Linked DNA regions of Anser cygnoides: region 1 is linked to region 2. A link is a contact called in public Hi-C data. All regions are on one chromosome and are shown on one strand. The core of a region is the stretch at or near the end of the contact, and the rest is flanking DNA. Distances in the headings are between cores, read along the strand shown. Region 1 holds the start of ELAC2 (elaC ribonuclease Z 2). Region 2 holds the start of TMEM220 (transmembrane protein 220).

Region 1 (5,968 bases), core at 479-2,978, 380 kb after region 2:
ATCATGACAGTTAAGTCAGCGAAATGCGCGAGCCATTCATTTTAGAAGTACTGCAGGAGCTAAGCCCTGGGACGTCCCTACTTCCCTGCCAGAAAATCTGTAGGACTAGGACACTCACCCAGAACAAGCGGCGTAACTATAAATGAGAAGACGTCTCCTTCTGAGCCCTGAACCTGTCTGAAATTTCTTCCCAGAATGTGAGCTCCCATGAAAACGTTACGGCTGGAATTGCAGAGGACAGTGCTGTGCTGACAATGATATCTATTCAGAATCAGAGTTTTTTGACTACTTCCTGTGAAATCCTCACAAGACTGTTGAGATGTTGCAGGTAGCTTTGTCGCTTTCCAGAATTTACTGGAATCACAGCTCTAAACACTAGACTGTGCACATAAAGTCAAGCCAGCAAGGTTAAACAAAATTGCCAGGAAATGTTTGACTAAAAATACCACAGAACCATCATTAACTTATCTCATCAACTAAAGAAACTTTGGCTGGAAATCCCATGCCAGCTGGTCAGAGCCCTAAGAAAGCTTTTGTGCTCCCAGAGGTGTTAAAAAAAAAAGAAAGAAAAAAAAGGGCAGTTGTTTTCACACTTCCTAATTATTCACCTGAGCAGAAAATTGTTGACAAAGGGAAGAAGGGGCGGGAATGCGCAGATCCAGTACACTCACCTTTAGGAAACTCCAACTGCATTGGGATTTGGGAAACAATTTAAGATCTAAACTGATTTCTCTTCCTGTGTGGCTTCAGGGAGCAGAGCCAAATGCTGTGCGCGAGCTTTAGGCTGCAGGACTGTAATGTGGAAAACGTGCATGACCACAGGGCTTGCCATTCAGGGGAACAATCCCTTTATTTCATCCAGAAGTGCGGGGCAAAAAACAAAAACACACCATGCTGATTTGAACTATTGTGTGAAGAGATGGGAGTCTGGAGAGATGGAAACGAGTTATGGATTTGAACAAAGACTGACAGAACATCTGTAACCAGCCACGGCGGGGCCCGAGGTCTGAGCTCGTGGGCAGGTCCCCACCCAGCCTGCTCGCCTGGATCTCTGGAGGAGAAAGGGAAGAGCATTGGCACCGAGAATAAAGGGAGACAGTGTTTGGAAAGCAGAGGGCTGAGAAAGATAAGGTTTGCCTTTGCAAGTAAGGAAGAAAAGGGATATTGATGGTTCGGATTGTTTACGTTGGGGTACTCTGGTTACAGTAAAATTCAGTGGTTCTTTTTGAAGCAAACGGAAAGCCCCAGGGGGCTCCGAGCGGGTTGAGAGAGCTTGGAAATAAACAAAGCTGCGGCCTGGATCAGCTCGGGCTTGTAAACAGGGCCCGGAGCAGGCTCGTAGGGAAGAGGAGCTGGTGGAAAGCGGGGAAACGGGTGTGGCTGCGGGGGACCTGGCGGGGGGGGGGGGGGGGGTGGCTCCTGCTCGCACCGGGCTGCTCGGGGCTCCGTGAGTGGGGCCTCGGACACGCCGGGACGGGGACAGGGACAGCGACAGGCCCGCCAGGCCCCGCCCGTCTCAAGCGGCGCGGGGGGAGGTGGGGGGGGACGCGTTGCTGGGCGCCCGCGAGCATCCGCTGAGCCCGCCCCTCAGCGCCACCCCGGGCGGGGCGATTGCCATTGGCGGGCCCCCGTCACGTGACAGCGGCCGCTCTCCGCCGAGTCCCCCGGGGCCGCCGTCGCCTTGCCGTTGGCCCTCCCTCGTCACGCGGCGCGGCCGGGGCGGGGCGGGGCGGGGCGGGCCGCATGTGGAGGCTGGCGCGGGCGCTGCGGCCGGGCCTGGCGGGGCGGGGGGGCGCGGGCAGGGCCATGGCCGAGGGGCCGGGGCCGGGGCCGAGGGGCGCCTCGCGGCGGCCCCGGGGCGTCCCGCGGCACGTTTGGGCCCGCGAGCGGCGGCGCGACGCGGGGGCGGCGCTGGCGGGGCCCAGCACGGTGTACGCGCAGGTGGTGGCGGCGGGCGGCCGCGACGCGGGCGCCTCCGTCTTCGTCTTCTCCGAGTTCAACCGGTGAGCGGGGGGCGGGGGGCGCGGGGCTGGGGGCGGCCGGCGCTGCCGGCGGCCTCACCCCCCCCGTCCCCCCCCAGGTACCTGTTCAACTGCGGCGAGGGCGCGCAGCGGGCCATGCAGGAGCACAGGTGAGCGCCGGGCAGGGTGCGGGGCCGGGCCGGGCGGCGCCGGGCCCCGCTGAGCGCCCCGCTGTGTCGGCAGGCTGAAGATCTCGCACCTGGACTGCGTCTTCCTCAGCAGGCTGGCGTGGGCCAACGTCGGCGGGCTGCCGGGTGAGTGTGTGTGTGTGGGGGGGGGGGGGGGTGGTTGTGGGGTCGCAGCTGGGGCTCTGCAGCGCCTTCACCTGCAGCGGGGTGCGAGAGGCGCTGCCCGCCCCGCGCACGTGGCTGCCTCGGCCCCGAGGTCCCGCAGAGGGAAGGCGCCGCCAGCACGGAGACGTTCGTGAGCCGGGCTGGTTTGTGCTGGAAGGGTGCTGCTCCCTGCCTGTCCTCAGAGTAGGCTGAGGTTACGGCAGGTTGTCCAGGATTTTGTTCGTTACAAGGCTGGGGATCTCCCCAAAAAGTAGGAGGGTAATGGCCTCCCCAGGTAGCTTGTTCCACATTACGACTGTCAAGATCCACGGGTATTTTCAAGATTTGCGGATATTGGCTGTATCTGCGGAGATACCTGACTCATTGAAACCTCCACAAGGCTGTGCCAGAACTGAGTTTGCATCCAGGTTCAGGCCTGGTCTTCACAAGACGCCCAGCGCTCCTTGGCAGCAAGAGGGAGCTTTCTGGTATGACCTGTCAGTGGGTCTGTGGTAAAGCTGTTTCTCTGCTGTGTTTTAGGTATGATTCTCACATTAAAGGCTATGGGGCTTCAAAGATGTGTTTTCCTAGGGCCACCAAAGCTGGTAAGTAGTGGAAGCTTGCAGAAAGGGGAGAAAAACCTTCACATATTGATGCTTACCTTGCAACTGGGAGAGCCGGTATTAAGGCAGGGAGTCATCTTAGAGGTATAAGGTGCCGGTCCGATGTAGTGCCAGTCTGAAGGCTCTGCTGGAAAGGTTTAAAAAGCAAATCTCTTCAGTTACACGCAAGACAGCATCAGGCTTCTCCTAAAACTGTTTTGTCAGTTAGTGTTCTGGAAAATAATTTCAGGAAAAAAAGAACATCCTTTGTTCTCTTGACTGCTTTTCCTCCCCACATTTCCTTTTGATAGGAAGTTGGCATCTGATCTCCAGCCAAGGCGTGGTATTAAGCCGGTAACGATTGCCTTAAGCAGAAATTTTCCAGTCTTTGTCCTTATTTAATTTCCTCGCAATATTTAGCGGGAGGTAATGGTGATTCAAGGGATGGGAGGAATGGTTCTGCATTTTCCTTTCTCCGAACTGGTGATGCCCACTGGAGGTGGGACACCTGCCCGGTGCTTTCCGGCCGGCTGCATGCTGCCCGTTTTCTCCTGCGGGGAGTTGATCCCGTGGCTTCGTGAAAGTAAGGTTTAACTGCTGACAGTGGTACTCATAGTTTGCACTGCTGAGGGGTGGCCTCCTGACTCACTGTCTCTTTTCCAGCAAAACTACTTGAAAGCAATTCGGCTCTTTCCTGGACCCCTAAAAAGAATGGATTTAGGTACGTACATAAGGGGAGCACAGCTAACATCAGCTTTTTGTTTCAGCTGTAGCTAAAGTTGCATTGAATGTTAACAACTTCAGAATAAAGGCTCTAGTTACATCCCTTCAAAGGTGGTTTTAAATAGCTGTTTTGATCTGATACAGTGTCCAAACCCATCCCAAGAACTGCTTGGAAGAAAAACAGTGTTTCCAACTCTGGTTCTGGCAGGCAGCTGCCAGTCTGCCAGACTAGCTCATGGAACTCAGGTTTAAAGCGCTGTTAAGGCATTTTGCTCCCAGAGGCTGTCAGTGAGCTTGTTTACCATGGTGGTAAGGGCTGTTCTGTGGCCAGTGGGCTGGTAAGAGCTTTCATTATTCTTTGATCTTTGCAGTGGGGCAGAGAACGGAAAGGGGGACGTTCAGCAGGTTTTGTTTAAGAGAGGAAAATATGCTTTTCTGATCTTCTTGTAGAGCATGAATCTGTTCTTTGAACTCCTCAGTGACTGTTTCTGATCTCTTTCCAGCTGTGCAGTTGCACACAGAGCCGGAATATAAGGACGAGACGATGACAGTCCACCAAATACCTCTTATAGGTGAGCATGTGATGCTGTAGGCAGACAGGAAAAGCACTTGTTCAGTAATTGTACTTAAGGGGATTGAAATAGCAGCTTCTATTTGCAAGCCTGAGTAAGGAGAGGCTTATGAATTTACATGTCCTTCTCAGCAGAAGGATCTTTCAAAGAAAGCAGACGTGCTGAGTCAGCCTTTGTTTGCTCCTTTTGTTGTGGGTAAAGAATGGCATGTGAAACATGACTGAATCTGGCTTTACTAGCCAGCAGAGTCTTCTTACTACTAAAAGCTGCAATACTTTGGGCACAGACATAACTTTGACAGAGTTTAGCTGTTTTGAGAGAATCTGAAGGACTTACTTCAGGTGCCGTCAGACATTTAAGAGGCTGGTACATGCAAGAGCAAGTCAAACTGGGGGGAGACGGTCAAACTGTCTTCTGGTACAGTTTGAACATGAACGTCATGGAAGAGGAAATGTTGCTCATGCTTTTCCTATTTGTCTCTTTTGTTTGAGTGATTTGTCCGGTTTTCTTCAATTTGGGACAGGAAAACCACTAGATGCTGAAAGTATGTTTCCTCGGAGTCCAGCGTTATCAGCACAAGGTGAGAATAGCCCAAAAGGTGACACAGAGCCTGGATCTCCAAAAGCTGCACGTCCAAGCTTGGATGAGGGCAAAGGAGAAGAAAGCCCAAAGAAAACAGGTGAAAACAATGGGGAACTCTTAACTTTCTTGAAATAAAAGCAAATTAAGAACGTTCATGTGTCCTCCAAGCTGTTTGTCTTGTGGCAGTGAGGTCTGCAGAGGAGCTCGGCTGCAGAATTACAATGAGCAAATTGAGTTCTGGTACTTTGGAACTTAATGCAGAACTATTAAGGCCTAGGAATGGGGCGTGATTCCTACCTGGGGTGTGCTTAGGTTGTGTAGTGATTTGCTTCTGGCTGGAGTGGGTGCTCCAGCCTTTGCAATGTAATTATGAGTGGATATTGGGACTGATAAATTTTCAAACTTGTGTTTTATTTATTTTTGTTTTGTACCTGAAGCTGTGGGCTCTCTGGCCTTAGGTGCTTGGAACGCTTTGCTGAGAGGCTGCAAGTTGGCTGGATGATGTTGCTTCTGTTATTGCCATAGCAAAAAATTCATCTTAGCTTTAAGGGAAGTGGTAGTCATTGAAGATACTCAGTAGTTTTGCTTTCTTTTGCAGGTGATGAACAGAAACGTGCCAGCAGGCATCCTGATCTGGTGATGGCTTTCCTTTGTAAAGTATGCTTGACCACAGAGATCTCGTGGTCAATATTTTATCTTCCTAAATAGATGTACTTGGAAATAGTATTTTCGTGCAGGGCTCTAGAAGTTATTTGGTGGTTCTACTCTCCAAAGGTCAGAGGAGCTATAGTATGAGTAGGAACCGGTAAAAACTTTTTTTTTCCAGTGGCACTCTTTACAAAGCAGCCAACCAAGAGTATGCAAGTTCCATTCTTGCTTGATGCTTACGTTAGGGAAGTCTGTCCCACTTGCATCACAAAAATAGGAAGGGAAAAGCAGTAACATGATCCTGGAGAACCAGAAGGTCTGGTGATAGCTTCTGGGGACTAAGTTAGACTGCTGGCTGTGGAACCGATCATATAAAACTACTCCGCCTTCTTGTCTAGGAGATGGTTTGTTAAAAAAATTGCTGTTTCATGTCTCCAGAATGGTGTACAAACAGAGCACTGGATTTGCCATGTCTTAACTGGAGCAGTGGGGAAGGCTTTGTTTCTCAAGATCTGGGATTGAAGTGAAAAGGGGAAAAAATGGAAAAA
Region 2 (6,219 bases), core at 424-2,923:
CTTTAGAACAGGGAAACCATGTTGATTAGACTATGTGCTAAGGTCAACATCAGAGACAGGTTCAGAACGTGCTCCCAGACTTGTGCTCCATGTGCTCCACTTATTCCATGACTGCTTAAACCAGGGTGCAGTGATAAGATCATCCCAGAAGCAGGCCTTTATGCAGGGCTCCTGCGTTTGCTTATAGCAAGTTCAACTACAAGTACTAAAGCAATGACCAGCTTTTGTAGAAGCAGGTACCACAGCTTTCTGCCCTCAAAAAAGGCAGTAGGACATGTTTGCATGCAGCCTGATCTTAATCTGTGACTCAATGAAAACAAACTTTCTGGAGGCAAAATTTGAGCAGAGATTCTGTTTTACACACCAATACTATACCTGTTACTGAAGGGCTAAGGCCAACAAGCAGTGTAAGGGCAGCCGGGACCAAGTAGACAACCTGTTAATGAAACACAAGTATACTCTACAGCAAAATTTACGAAGGTAAGGAAACAGAAGCAGTCACCCATACCAGTACTTCTTTTCCACAGCAGTTTGCCAGATGCACAGAACAGCCATACAACTCTGTCCCTTTGGCATGCCCTGGTACTGCTAGTGCTCTTCTGAGTGCAGCAGCAAGCCAGCGCTTCCTTACTCACCACCCAAAATCCTTGCACAGCACAGCTGTGAGACGGTCAGCTGAGCACCAGCCCCTGTGCCTGGGCTTCAGGCTTACCTGAGCTCTTACTGCCCAACCAGCTCGCTGCACCAGCCCTGAGCTGCAGTGTGGTCCCCAGGGAGAGCCCCTGTAAGAAACATCCCCCTGCACCGTGACCTCTGCCTGTGCTGGGTGGGAGCAGAAGCAGCCTCTGCTGCCACTTCCCAACCCCGCCACTACCAGCTGGGCTCACCTGGACAAGGGATGTACGGGGTGTGCATGGACATGGAGAGGACAGGTACGATCCCCACCCACCCAGCAGCTCCTGACATGTACAGAGAGACCCCCCGGGCCCCTGCAGCTCAAAGCCCTGCTCACACTGATCCAGGGCCACTGGTGGCTGTTCCCGTGCCTGAGAATGACGGGCGTGGGCAGAGAGATGTGAGTTTTCTTTAGGTCTCTTCTGAGACTCAAGGGTCCCTGCTGAGGTCAGTGGTGACAGACGGTGAGCTAAGGCAAGCACAGGAGATGATGGAGACCTGGTGGTGACAAGGTCAGGAGGCCTAGGGCCCAGGCAGGGAAGAACCAGAGGTTTGGTGCTCTGCACGCCGGGGGCTGAGCCTCAACCCCAAGCAGACAGCCCCGCAGAGCGCAGCACCTGCCTTCTGCCCTGCGCCACGCTCCAGCCCGTACTCACCACCCACAGCCCGGCGTCCGGGTCGTTCACCTGCAGCGAAGAAACGCACGCTGAGCCTCCGCAACCTCTGCGCGGGCTGGGCCGGGCTCGGCAGGCGGGACAGGGCGGGGAGCAGAGTGTGGGGGCCCCGGCCGGCCTCAGGTCGCACCAGCGCCCGGGCCCACCGCAGCCTAGGGCAGCCCCAGGCCCTCGGCCGCTGCCCTCACCTGCACGGCAGCCGCCAGCCCGAAGAAGGCGGCCATAAGCAGGTTGCAGAGCTGCCACAGCCGCCTCGCCGAGCTGCCGCCCGCCATGGCCGGAGCCAGCCTCCGCCTCCGCCTGCAGGGGGACGGCCGCTGAAGCCGCGCATTCGCCGCCGCGGGCCCGCCTGCCGGGCTGGCTGCGGCCGCCCTGAGGGGACGGCCAGAGGAGGGGCGCGGGGGCGCGCTCCGCTCGCTAGAGTCAGATGATACACCAAAGGGCAGGGGGCGCAAATGGTTGGGCTTGGAAGGTTTTGACCTTCGTCCTCACCAGGAGGGTCGTGCAGCCTGCCCCAGGTCGCCAGACAGGCTGTGCGATCGCTGGCCTTGGAGATTTCTGAGGCTTGCTCACCCGGTCTGGTGTTGGTGATAATCCTGCTTCAAGTGACACGTTGGGCTAGAGATGTTCAGACATTCCTTCACACCGTCATGGCGATGTTTCTGCAAAACTCGTACATGGGAGAAAATTAGATCTTTGTCCCATGAAATAAACATGACAAACCTATACAGTAAGACTTATAAGTAGCTATGCAAAAGCATAAACCCTTCAAGAGGGGCCCTGTGGTCCCTGCCTGAGCTATGCTGTAACAATGCCCATCTCCGGCTCAGCCACAGCCACGTCTGTGTTTGCCTACAGAGCCTACCGGGAAGAAAGATTCACATATGTTATATTAATCTTGGTGGCAGGTATCTGAAACAGGATATTTTTTTTTGTCTATTGTAGAAATAACTAAGCCTGCTGACAGCTGGCATCACAGAAGAGAAAGACGTCATTCCCAGTGAGCTTCTCACAGGCATCTTGTCTCTCCCAAAAGCCATGAACGGAGACAGCTCTGGGGATCACAGATTGGAAATTTGATGATCTTGAAGAACCACAGGCATAGGAGAGGATTAGCAAGTCAGGGATAAAAGGAGGCTTCTTTTTTTTTTTTTATTTTCCCAGCCAGGAGACTGGGATTTAAATCACTATTTTTGTAACGACCCTATAGTCTAGGATTCATTTGATATTTAAGAAGACATCCAGTCTTTTTGTATTGTCTGGAGAACAAAAGGGATACTACTCAGAAAAAACAGTACTTCCTCATCATTTCCTGATCATTTATCACCCAAAGTGATAATTATTTACAAAATGAAAGGGGGTTCTTAAGAAATATGATATCTACTGTGTCCATCTACCAAAGCTGAGTATCTGCCAGATTATTTCTCCCACTGATTTCAGTAGCAGCATTCAGCCCCACACAGAATTAGTACTCACTGAACTGTTATGCGGAAGACACGTGAATACATTTGTGGAGGGGATTAATGCTCACCTCGTCCTGTTATTTGTAACCGAGTCTTTCCTTGAGCAGGTCATGAGAAATGAAATTACTGCGGAGAATGTCACAGAGAAGTAAGAGCCCTCTTTGTAAATGGCTGCCATTGTTACAGCTACACTGAGTAGGCTTTATGGCTCATAATAATTGTGTTATTCTGTATATTAAACAATTGCTGGTGGCTGCAAGCATAACAGTGGGCCATGTCCAATATAACTAAATCCCTCTAGATGTTTAAATTGATTCACACTGACATCCTGAAGCTCAGCAAAATTAAACTGCTCTCTACAGGTGCCCTTAAGAGTAAAACTTTCCTGTTAAGCATTCTGGGAAAGGAGTACCAATGGTTAGAGAAAAGCTGAAAGACTACAATCCAACAGGATACGTATATTTTGTTCTCCTCTTACCGAACCCTGCTTGAAGTGTGGATTTGCAAGAGCAACAGGCAAAATGCCGTGCAATCTTTCAGTAGGTCCCCAGGTAGCTGCATTCCCTTGGTGAGGCACCAGGAACTACACTGTATGACTGGTTCGTTTTTTTAAGGACACAGGACTTCACCAGAAAGCACGTGGTCATGATTTTCTTTGTGGTGCAACCTCTGCCTCCAGATCTTCAGTCCATTCCCCTCACCTAAAGCAGAGAAGGTGTATCAGGCTAGAAAACAGAAATGTCAAGGACTTTTAGCTGGGTAAGAAATGATAGTGGTGTTAGTAAGAATAAGAGAGATGAATATAAGACAGAGTATGTCTTTTGTTAGAACAATTTATATGATAGAAAAATAAAGGTAGAGATGTTTTTCAGGCACACCAGCTCTTTTCAGGTGGGAAAAAAGGTGTGAATTTCTGTCCATTTCCTCCAACTATATTAGCTGGTCTTGCAAAAAGAAATCTCAGCTGTGATGAACTCTGACTGTTTCCTTTGTCCTGTTACAAGTTATTGCACACACCTTTATAGCCCACCTGGTCCATGGGCCATGGCTGGGCCACCTGGAGGAGAGCTGCTGCTTGCCATTTTGTAGCTGCTGGGCTGTGAGTGCAGAGGGGAGACAGTGGCTTCTGGAGAGCAGCTGTGAGAGAAAGTCACGGAGACAGGGTGGAAGGCAGAGAAACAGTCTGCCAGGCAGAGTCAGGATCGTGTGTGGAGTGGGCTGGGGTAGGCCAAGACCTCCGTCTCCCCATCAAGTAACAGTGAGGTCCGAGATCAGCTCAGCTGTGCTGCCTCACTGCCATGGGCAAGACCAGCAAGAAGAAAGGGGGACAGAGAGGGAAGGGGCTGCTGAGCTGACAGAGAGCAACTTCTCCTGAGCACTTGGAAGGGTCTGCATGGAGGTGTCCCTGTACGCTAGCAAAGTTCAGTGACACAAGCAACAGAAGGCAAAAGATCCCTGTCTTGAGAGGATAGGGTAGGGAGGAGGGGATCAACTTACAAACTGTTTCATCTCGATCTGTTTTATTCTTTGCTGCTCTAATTCAAAAGCAATCGTGCTGTAGTTTGTGTTTTAGAAATGTAACGGATTTCTAGCGGTTTGTGTACTTACTGCAAAAAATAAGTCGAGGCTTGTTCACTTTAAAGCTTTAGCTACTACGACAAGCACTTCCTAGAACTCCTCCCCACCTCCGCAGGCAGAAGAGACTTACCTCTGTCTGAAGGGAGCCTCCAGTAATACTTCTTTCTCCCATAAGAGGGAGGCCAAGAACATTTAGTATCCTTGAATATAATTTGAGCTACTTGAAAATTAGTTCCTCAATATTAGATGAAACTTTCTCCCTCCTTATGTCTCTCTGGAGTCTGCTTGGCAGAAACTTCAGCTAATCTTCAGTTAGGGAACCCCATATCTAAAGGACAGAAGTTTTCAGATGAGAGTGCTGGAGGGATGGACCCAACAACCAAGCTGTGATACTGGGAGAGCCATGTTGCTGCCCAAGAACCTGCACCAGAGATGTCACTTGTCACAAAGCTCACTTGGGACATTCCATCGCTGAGGAGGAAACGGGACCCAAGGGCAGATTTACAAAGGTTTCACTAAAGTTTAATCATGATCATGAGGTTGCTCCTCCATTAGGGAAAGGAGAGGTAACCATTAAAATTTGCTACAGCTTATATACAGTTTGCAACAAAACACTGCACAAACACCTCCAATTGCATCATTACACCAGTCCTGACCCCGTCAGTCACCTTCCCTCATTGCTGGGCACAGTGGGCACAGTGGGCCTCCTGGTATGGGACAGGTGCAGGCCTCAGGCTGGATTCAGTCCTCTGTTTATGTCCCGAGACCTTGCTTTTCTCTGGAGTTAGTGTCTTTTCAAAACAGGATTTCTGGTGTTTTTGTCACACAATCTACACCACTAATGGAAAAGGCAAATGCCATCCTGGAGCGTATAAGCAGGATAAACTGGAGTAATGTGTCTAGCGAGGGACACTGTATTTGAAAAAAAAAAAAAAAGTGAATCAACAGAAGAAAGTCAAAGGAGGGCAGTGAGGATGCTGGGAGTTAAGAAAACATGAAGAAAGGCTGAAAGAATTGGGTTGATGCAGTATGTAGAGAAAGCCTGAATGAGGAGGTGAAGGGAAACATGTGCCTAAGAGGTCATTTCAAAGAAGGGAATTACTTGTCTTGCACGGCTGTAGAGAACAGGAAGGGATATAAGGGATTTCAGCTCAGACAAAAAAGCTTAAGTTAGGCTTTCAGATAATGTTGGGACAGTAGCATGCCAGAACAGATTGCTGGGGGATGGCACAATCTCCATCACTGGAGGTCTTTAAAAACAGGTATCCCAAAAATCTGTCAGGACAGGTATTGTTGATCCTCTCAAATTTGCAGGGCAAAATAAGATAAACAGTATGATTTTACCTAACTGTACCACATGCAGGTGGCATAAAGTAGAGATGGAAGCCAGGTGTCAGCTTCTGACAGTGTTTGCCAGTAGGCACTGTGTTTCTTTATTGTGACTTGTAAGATGTCATCTTCGGTCTTGAACTCTTGGTTAGGGCAGAAGAGAAAAGTTAAGCAGGAGGAAGAAGAGAAAGAAAGGTAGTGGAATTAGGGGAAGATGTCTCAGCACCAGGGGCTGGACTGCATATGCCCCCCTTAAGCATGTAACTCTGCATTTAAGGCTACTCCGGTGACAAAAGCAAGCTGTTTAAGAAGTATCATCTGGCCTTAGAGCACTTTGAAACAATGCTGAAAGAAGCCTCAGGTGGGGGTTTTCTCTTCTTCCCAGGAAAGTGCCAGGGAAGCTCATGGAGCAGATTATCTTGAGTGTCATCACACGGCACTTGCAGGGCAACCAGGCGATCAGGCCCAGTCAGCATGGGTTTATGAAAAGCAGGTCCTGC

Evidence for each region. A called contact is a pair of places that touch in the nucleus more often than the background predicts.
Region 1: a contact with region 2 is called in a Hi-C map of granulosa cells, with 1.8 times the contacts expected there. The contact joins the promoter of ELAC2 here to the promoter of TMEM220 in region 2. A contact is called at or near these places in 2 of 7 Hi-C or Micro-C datasets (granulosa cells and liver).

What each region holds. Positions count from the first base shown.
Region 1 is chr19:1,079,171-1,085,138 of Taihu_goose_T2T_genome, forward strand. It overlaps ELAC2 (elaC ribonuclease Z 2), which reads left to right and starts at 1,729. Exons shown (of 24, transcript XM_066980303.1): 1 at 1,729-2,003; 2 at 2,081-2,131; 3 at 2,205-2,275; 4 at 2,834-2,898; 5 at 3,559-3,616; 6 at 4,122-4,190; 7 at 4,714-4,869; 8 at 5,371-5,429. The coding sequence starts at 1,744.
Region 2 is chr19:695,908-702,126 of Taihu_goose_T2T_genome, forward strand. TMEM220 (transmembrane protein 220) reads right to left here and starts at 1,674. Exons shown (of 5, transcript XM_048076003.2): 1 at 1,538-1,674; 2 at 376-436. The coding sequence starts at 1,624.